Regions from separate parts of the Gossypium hirsutum genome. Here region 1 is linked to region 2. The links are chromatin contacts, called in public Hi-C maps. All regions are on one chromosome and are shown on one strand. The core of a region is the stretch at or near the end of the contact, and the rest is flanking DNA. Distances in the headings are between cores, read along the strand shown. Region 1 holds the start of LOC107896115 (mediator of RNA polymerase II transcription subunit 9). Region 2 holds the start of LOC107916388 (transcription factor MYB26).

The links. Hi-C and Micro-C count contacts between places; a contact is called where the count stands out from the background.
Region 1: a Hi-C map of leaf shows a contact between it and region 2, with 3 times the contacts expected there. The contact joins the promoter of LOC107896115 here to the promoter of LOC107916388 in region 2. A contact is called at or near these places in 7 of 34 Hi-C or Micro-C datasets (hypocotyl and leaf).

Annotation. Positions count from the first base shown.
Region 1 is chrA10:6,629,458-6,634,068 of Gossypium_hirsutum_v2.1, forward strand. It overlaps LOC107896115 (mediator of RNA polymerase II transcription subunit 9), which reads right to left and starts at 2,677. Exons shown (of 6, transcript XM_016821251.2): 1 at 2,340-2,677; 2 at 2,199-2,261; 3 at 2,019-2,099; 4 at 1,752-1,810; 5 at 1,602-1,666. The coding sequence starts at 2,528. The coding sequence ends at 1,609.
Region 2 is chrA10:6,463,421-6,468,281 of Gossypium_hirsutum_v2.1, forward strand. It overlaps LOC107916388 (transcription factor MYB26), which reads left to right and starts at 3,017. Exons shown (of 3, transcript XM_016845656.2): 1 at 3,017-3,421; 2 at 3,608-3,737; 3 at 3,830-4,861. The coding sequence starts at 3,289. The coding sequence ends at 4,625.

The sequences.
Region 1 (4,611 bases), core at 1,427-3,926, 170 kb after region 2:
CAAATCTATCATAGGATGAGTGCAAACATGTAGACAATCCAACCCAACAGCTCTAGAACAGTGGTGAACAACTTTGCAAGTGTTGTTTGAAATTATCATTTAAAGAGTTTTCAATGACAATAGATAAAACCTTTTATCTTAAGAAGTGGTAACAAAATTGTTGGCCAATGATTCCAAAATCAAGGAAAAGAATTTAAATCCTCTCTTTGATACTCTTAAAGGACACAGGCTCTGCAGACAAATGATAAACAACTACAATGCAAAGTTTGAACAATAATCTTTATAACATCCACAAATAGATTTTCCCAATATGTTATCAAATCCCCCTATTTAGCTCATCTCATGCTTGTCCTCAAGCATATGGTTTCTTCAAACATTAGAAATTATTCTACAATTTATTAAAAATCGAGCCTCTTTTCCGCATCCATAATCAATGCAAACAACATAGGTAAAAATAAATAAATGCTCAGAATATATAATTTGATCAACAAGTGTCATAAAACTGAAATATGTAAACTAAATCATTTTACTAAATTGAGTTTGAATCCAATAATTTGCAAGATATTAATTAATCACGCATTAATAAAAAATTTTAAACAGGGTCAAACCTTTTTACGCGAACTAAGATGACAACTCAAGCACCCTATCCCGGTTACTCAGTTCAAACAGTCTTTTTTTTTTAAGGCTCGGTTAGTGGAGTGCTTATAAGTTCTCAATTTTTCACTTGAACCTTTTAACGCGAGATGAAATGACAACCCAAACACCTTACCCCGATTACTAAATTCGGTCACGTTTTCGAAATCTTCACTCATAACTTGAGCCTTTATTTATTTATTTTTCATTTTATTTATTTATTTATGTACAAGCAACTATTTTTTTCCAAACAATCAATTACATGAAATATCTAGTTACATATATTAACCTTAAAACACAAATGTCAACTAATTTAGATACTTGAATACTTCAATTCAAAAATTACCAAATTGTCCAAATTAACTAAGTAATGAGATTAAAAGCTCAATATCGAAATAAACTATCAAATAAATCTAACATAAGATTGAACATATACAAAAGAAAAACATGCAGCAAAAATCATGCATATTTACCGTTTCAAGTTTCATTAGTGCATCATAATGTAATCTAAACAGTAGACCTGCAGAATAACAGACACAATAGTTCCAAGATTGAAAAACACTTCTTGCCATGGTCCGGTTTTTCTGTTCATTACTCGAAAACCTGTTTCATGGTAAGATTCGTTTTGTTTTTGTTGTGAAGATAAACACTAGCATTTACATGGTTTTTCCCTATATTGATTCCAGACAACTTCCCTTGCCCTGACCCTGATTAATATGCCCTCACTGAAACCCCACAATATCTATAAGACTAAACACTCTGTTACTTGCTTCTTTCACACAAAACACAAAAAAGAGTACACAAAGAAGCAATGACACTTTTTAAACTAGGTCGATGAAATTGAATCTTTGAAACAAAGAATGTTAATGAGCAGTTCTTACGCAAATTGAAATCTTAATTGATACGTTACAGTGAACAGTACTGCAAGCAAATATTTATGTCAAATTGTTTTGTATGCATTTTCTTACCTGTGCATTATGGCTCAGTCTTAACAAGATCTTCAACAGAGCTTCTACAGTTGGCAATTAGGTCCCTTGAATTGGAAGAAAAACGAAATGTACACATTAAATACTTAAGTTGCAGGAAAGAAAAACACAAATCAAGGACCAATTGCTAACCTCCTTTGATTTAACAATTGTTCACTTTCCTCCAGCTTTTGCTTTTGTCCTTCAACAGTCTACAATCCAAAAACTATAAATTAAGTTACAGGAAGAAGCACTAACACTAATATATATTAATACATTTTATGTATCGGGTTACTCTCATAACTATGTAAGAATATGTGAGTAAAAACTTTCATGTTAGACATGCAGCTTTATCAATATCACAGTTTATGAACAGAAATTTTAAGTTAAGAAACAAGAGAAGATAAGTAGATAATTTACCATAGGTTTGGTATTAATTGATGCCCCAATCGAGTTTAAAAGCTGTTGGCACTTCTCAAAATGATTGTTCAGTTCATTAATCTTTCAGAAAACCCACCAAGTAGAAAATCAGTAATCTTCGAAACAAATAATAAACCAGTTTTAAATTTTAAAAGAAGGGAAAAAAAAAACCAAACAAACTAAATCATCAGAATGTTGATCCCGAGTTCCATTATCAATTGCATCACCCAAATTCTCGACCAGCTGCACCCCCAAAACAAACCCATAAACAAAAAGAAAGTATAAAGAGTGATAAGGTTATGGTTTTGATTAAAGGAATACGTGTAAGAGGTGAAAGTGAGAAGGTAGTGACTGATGATGTTGATCCTGCTGCAGTTCTTGTTGTGATGGTGGAGGTGGAGGAGAGAGGTATGGAGGGTCTTGATTTGAGGGAGTAGATACGTTACTGTGGGGTGGGACGCTTGGGATCGTAGTCCAGCTTCCACCTCCTGCGGACGTATCCATCGTCATTCTCTCAATGGCTGGCTATGGGTAGCTCCCTCGTTTCCTTTACCACTTTGCCGCGCGCCATTGCCGGTGCACAGTTAGAGACAGATTTGCGGGCCCTTGGTTTCGTACCCTACATGCCCCTTAACCATTTTCTCCAATTACGTTCTGCCACGAGGTAAGAGAAATGGGATGAGTGTCACAAAAATCGACATTTAAATTAATTTTTTTAAGATAATACATAATAATAGATAAATAATATATTTTTTAATGAAAAATGTTTAAATTAACTTTTATTATAATATTTTTTTATATAATGTCTAAAATTATTCATAATCTTTTTTTATACTGACAATAATATTGTTGCCAATCAAATTAAGACTCAGTTGATAATATAATATAATTTATTTAAATGAAAAGGAAGTATAAAAATTAGTCTAGAATATATATACAAAATAATTAAATATATAATAAAACATATAAAATCTAAATTACATAAAATTATATATACAAGATGATGATGGGTTAAAGCATTAAACGGATACCTTAATATAAGTTAGTCGAAATTGGATTTCTGTAATCATTTTTTTGGGAAACAATTGCAACATAAAACAATCAAAGTATATTTAAGTGTTAGACAAAGCAGTGAAATCAATATGAATTTGTATTGGACTTGAGGGTAACTGAACAACAATGCCATGCCTCTATATTTTTCTAAATTTTTATAGTTTATATTGTTGAATATTGGCAATATCCCACATTAGGAAAAGATAGAAAGGGAGGGGGTTTGGTTTGTTATATATAGAACCCCTCCCCCTTTGGTTTTATCATCCCAAAATCTTCTCCTTTGTAATATTTCTAGAAGAAATATTGATTTGGTAGTGTCCGAGGACGTAAGCTAAATTGGCCGAACCTCGTTAAATCTCTGGTATTTTATTTCTTATTTGTTTGCTTATATTTAATAGCTTTATGTTGGTTATATTTATTTAGTTATTATTGCTATAAATATCTAAGTGAGTTCTGTCTAGTTGTTGGGTTTTAAGCGGGACCATTTGTGACCCCTCCAATTTAACTGGGAATTTTCTTAGTATAATTGTTGGCATTATAATTATCTAAATATTTCTGATAATATTGTTATTAATATTATCGTCGCTTCCGCAACAATTGGTATCCGAGCCAAGGTTTTGTAGTATGCTCTGTGTTTGCAGCTTAGTCTGATCTTACACATCAGAAACATTTCCTAAAGCTTGTGGGTATTCTGCATTTGGTGGCTATTAAGTAGAAGCTATGGCAAAAATGACAGAAGAAAAACCATCCATATCAACAACTTCCACTTCGTACATTTTGCCGAGGATTGGAACTGCAAATACGAGATTTGTAGTGGAAATTTTTGATGGAACAGGTCATTTTGGCATGTGGCAAAGTGAGCTTCTAGATGCCCTCTTTCAACAGGGTCTAGATATTGCCATTGAGGAAGAAAAACCAGAAGGGGTTGATGATAAAGAATGGAAGACCATCAACCGATTGGCATGTGGTACAATTCGATCATGTCTTTCCAGAGAGCAGAAGTATACATTTAGTAAAGAGACTTCTGCAAGTAAATTGTGGAAAGCATTGGAGGAGAAATTCTTGAAGAAGAACAGTCAAAATAAGTTGCATATGAAGAAAAGACTGTTTCGTTTCAATTATGTTCCTGGTACCACGATGAACGAGCACATTACCAATTTTAATCAGCTGGTGGCTGATTTGTTGAATTTGGATGTGACTTTTGAAGACGAAGACTTGGCGTTAATGTTGTTGGGATCGCTTCCTGAGGAGTTTGAGTACCTTGAAACTACTCTACTTCATGGAAAATCGGAAGTAACTTTCAATGAAGTAACTGCTGCATTGTATAGCTATGAACTACGCCGAAAGGATAAGTTGAAAGGTTCAGGTGAAGCAGCAGTGGAAGCATTGGTAACAAGAGGTCGTCAGCAAAGTCAGTCTAAGGGGAAGAGTAGAAAGTCCAAAGGTCGAGCTGTTGCCAAAGATGAATGTTCCTTTTGCAAAGAAAAAGGACATTGGAAGAAAGATTGTCCAAAATTGAAGAAAAAAGGGAAGACTCCGC
Region 2 (4,861 bases), core at 1,767-4,266:
ACATTTTGCAATGAATCAATTAGATGAATAATTATCACAACATAAAGCAAGCTCATTTGTTTTTTTTCATTCAAATCAATTATTTACTTTTTGACTATAACAAGCAAATAATCAAGTCTTCTTAAATTATTATTTAAAAATATTTTCTTTTGTAAAAGATTTTTCGGTTAAGGACAATCTTGTTTATTGCAGAATATTTTCTGTTGAGGAAACATTTTTACTATTTTTAGAAATTGACACTGCTATTTTATTATTTTGTCCCTTAAAAAAATAAACTAAATAGCAAGCTATTTACTCAATTTTCACAACACAGAAAAACAAGAAAACTCATTTCTCTCTTTTCTCTCCCGTTATTGCTCTCTAAAAATTTCGGTGTTTTACTAAATTAGATTACTACAATATTCTGTCTAGAAGATTAGGTTTTAAGTGGGATCATCTGTGACTAAGAATTGAATTTAATGTGGTTAATTTACTCGAGTTTCTTTCAGTTTATTTCTCAACTTTTACAAGAAGAGAAATCCTTTTGAATTCCATCTTCCTTATTTGGGTGTATGAATTTGGAAGTATTGTGTTAACCTTGGAGGCGATGTTCATTTCCGATTACACTGATCAAGGAAAAATCGCTTCTAAAATTATGGTCCTTCCATGATAGAGTGATTGCTTTATTTATTTACACTTAATTTGATTCCCCATTAGTGCTAACAACTTTGTTTACAGTAATATATTTCCAACACAAAATACTAGAGAATGAAAGGGTAGAGTTGAAAGAAAACATTCCAAATATAAATAAAAGATTTAATTCCAATAGGGTAGCTATATTCAACTAACATTCACATTTTTATTGAATGTTTGTAAGAAGTTGGATTTTAGTTGCAAAGGGTTATAAGTAATCAATTTTGTTGTTGCCAATATCATTTAGCCTTTTGTTTTTATTCACATTAATTACTATTCTCCATCTACTAACACCGCTAATTTTGTAAGATAATCAATAAATTTATTAATAAAGTTTATTATTGATGAAATAAAAATCTACTATTACTATGCTCATACATTTTATAAGGAGGGTAACCACGTTTATAAAAAAATAAAACATTTTTCAATATATATATATTAATAACATAAATGATTTTTTTTAATACCACATTTTTTAATATATTATTTGTCAATTTAATTTTTTACTTATATTGTTTGTAAATCCGTTACTTTTTTTAAAAATATGACAATTTTGCAATTTTTAACGTCTAATTCAAATTTATAATTTTATATATCTATTTACTTTTATCACAAAAAAAAACTTAAAATATTCGAAAAACCTATAATATAATGAATGGAAAAGATTGATATAATGATTTCTTCATCCTGGAAAAATATTCTGCTTTTAATTTGGAAATTGGAAAGACCAGCATGCATTTGTACTAGGTGACCCACTTCTATCATATCAAAACCATGATCATACGTGTATAATATGTAATTTTAGGTTTTGTCTTGATTTAATCCCTGTCTTAAGGACACACTCTTTCTAAGAACCAAGAAGCTATTTCCTTATAATTATATAATCTAATCATTCTCGAGTGATTAACCTCTCTTTGGGTATGTATATATGACCCACCAATGAAAATTAATAATTTAGGTAATAAAAAATAAAGTAAATTTGATTTAAGCATCTACTTTTGAATTTATGTTTACATTTTTCATGGTAAGGTGGCCAATCTTGTCCAGAGATCCAACAAAAGTTAAGAGATTTGCATTAATTTTTCAGTTCAATAGTAATAAGTAAGCTCAATATTGATATAAATAAATAAGTTATAAGTTTGTAAATATATATATATTTATTTTATTGTTCATATTATGTCGTACAATTAAGTTGTAATTATAATTTATTAATTTATTAATATGCATCAAAGATAAATTGATTGTCCGGATAATATAAATATAATATATGGTCCCTAAGGCATAGTTACTAATTCATCAAGTTTTGGCTGTCTTCCATTGCTTAGATGCCAATCAATAATTTGGCTTTCATTTCGAGATTCTTTTCACCAGTTTTAAACGTGCTAAGTAACTGATAAATAATAGTAGCATGTGCTGTCCATGATATTTCCAAATAAAAAAAATGAATTATTTTTAATATTAGTAAAAATAAATCATTAAATAATGACTAAAGAATCGTCTAGACATTGACTGACCAGACTTTTAATTAATATAATATTAAGTGAAAAAAAAAAAGAAAAAAGAATGAAAAGTAGGAGTCCTTTAATGATGATGATAATTTAGAACGCAGTGTGATTTTGAAGTTGAAGCAAGCTTAGGTAGCTAGCATGCAGCAACGACGAATTGTTTAATTAGATATGAAACTGAGTTAAAACATATATTATATAACTTTGCATGGCTTTGAATGTGGTGGTTGATTACATGCAAAGTTAAGTCATGTATAGAAGAAAGGAGTAAAATGGTAATAATAATCAATTGAATGTGAAATGATACTCTCAATTTTTCAAACACTTAAAATCCATTTTTAGCACAGAATAACAAAGCATCTATGGTGGGACAGTTTTACAAACCTTTGCTGTCAATCCATAAAACTTTATTTTTACCTTTATATATAGGGAAGGTGGTTTTCTGTTTACTGTTTCAGTGATCCAATGGTGACCCACAAAAGATCACATCAAGAAAAACATATTGATACAATCACAACCGTCAGATCAGGTGACCTCATTATTAAAACAAAACTCCCAGTGATGAGAGAGTTGAATATTTTGAAAAACCATAGGAAAAATGCTAGTATGGGATTGGAAGGTCAGAATGTCAGAATAATTTTCATCAGCCAATGTATATATATTTCAACAAGTTTGATTCTTACATTAAGTCGATAAGTCCAAAGTGGGACCTGTTGAAAAACATTGGGTCCCATCGAACTGCATGTGTGCCACGCGTACTGGGTACCCCCATGGCAAGGAGGATCCCATTATAAGCCATACAACTCTTACAGGTTCATACTGCAGTTTTTAGCCTTTTGCCCACAAACCCTAACTGGGCCACCATTGGTACAGTCCCTACATTAAATTCACACCCCCCTCCCTCACTCTACTTTTCTTATCAGTTCCCTTCAAAGTTAATTTTTTTCTCACATTTTCTTGTAATCAAATTTCTAGGGCTTTTGGTCTCTCGTCTTTTTTTTTCACCATATAGAATCTCTCTCTCTCTCTCTCTCTCTGTCTCTTTCTTATATGCTTTTCTATTTTTCGCTTTTAAGATAATCAAATTCTCTAGAGAGAAAAGAAAAAAAAAATGGGGCACCATTCTTGTTGCAACAAGCAGAAGGTGAAGAGAGGACTATGGTCACCAGAGGAAGATGAGAAACTGATCAACTATATTACAACCTATGGCCATGGTTGCTGGAGTTCAGTCCCTAAACTTGCAGGTTTCTTTATTCATAATAAATGATAATCATAACCCTTTTTTTTTCTTTGTTTTACAATCTAAATTGCACTAGTTTTTTTTTCTAACCTTTTGTTTTTTTGCAGACAATATAACTTCAAATACCAACTACATTTGATTCCTTGTTGCTGTTCTTTTTTGTTGTTGTTGTTAATTTTAAATTATACAGGCCTGCAAAGATGTGGAAAGAGCTGCAGATTAAGATGGATAAATTACTTAAGACCTGATTTGAAACGTGGGAGTTTCTCACCACAAGAAGCAGCTCTCATCATTGAACTCCATAGTATTCTAGGCAACAGGTTCTTCAATGTTTTTTTCATTATTATGGAATTTTTTTGACTCATAATCATTGTAATAATCATTGTCTTCTTTTAAAAAAATATTGAAACAGATGGGCACAGATAGCAAAGCATCTACCTGGAAGGACTGATAATGAAGTGAAGAATTTTTGGAATTCAAGTATCAAGAAGAAGCTAATCTCCCATGATCATGTCCCAGCTTTGGCTTCGTTCGCTGATGTTCATAGCTCAAACCATACGGAGGAAGCTGGTTTCATCTCTCTAAATGCAAACCCTAATTTGATCCTCGCTGCTCAACAAGACCAGCTTTATCTTTCCCCCACAGCACCTGTTCTACAAAGTTTCGGTCACCATGCAGATTTGGTTCACCATCATTTCCCCTTGACACCAATGCTCCCACCACCACCACCCCCTTCAAATACTGCTTCCTTCGACCCTGCATGGACATTACCCTTTGGACCTCAACATGATCAAGATGATGATCAACACCATCAAGTCCAAGTTTTCAACAATGAAGCAGCTCAAAACTTTGTAAGTGACAAGCTTATGAATCCACCTTTCGACAATCCGTTAATGGGTCCTCCAACAGTGCCGAAACTCTGTGAAATCCTTGAAGGGAACATGGTGTGCAACATCCCACAAACACCATCGGTTTCATTAGAAAACAATATCGACCCACTAGTCTCCAGGCTATCCTCATGTTTCCCCCCGATACCTGCCGGTTCAAACTATGCACATGACATGCAGGTGGGGGCAAGCCAGATGGAGTACATTGATACCATCATCACATCGATACCCTCATCTTCATCATCATCGTCCTTATCGGCATTATCCAGCGGGCAGTATTTGACAAACCCTAATCTTCCTTCAAGCAGCTGGGACCCTTAGACAGGCATGGCGGATTTCATCACATCTTATATTATAATTTGGAGTGGATTTAGCTAGGTAAAAGCATTTATTTTCTTGAAATATAATATATTATATATGCATAAGATATATATAAAAATATATATGTAAAATGCAGGATCGGTCCAATATATGAGAGAAAATCAAATACTAAATGTTAGTAATTCAGATATTCAGCGAGGATAATGCTATCTTGATGATGTTCCATAAATAAATAT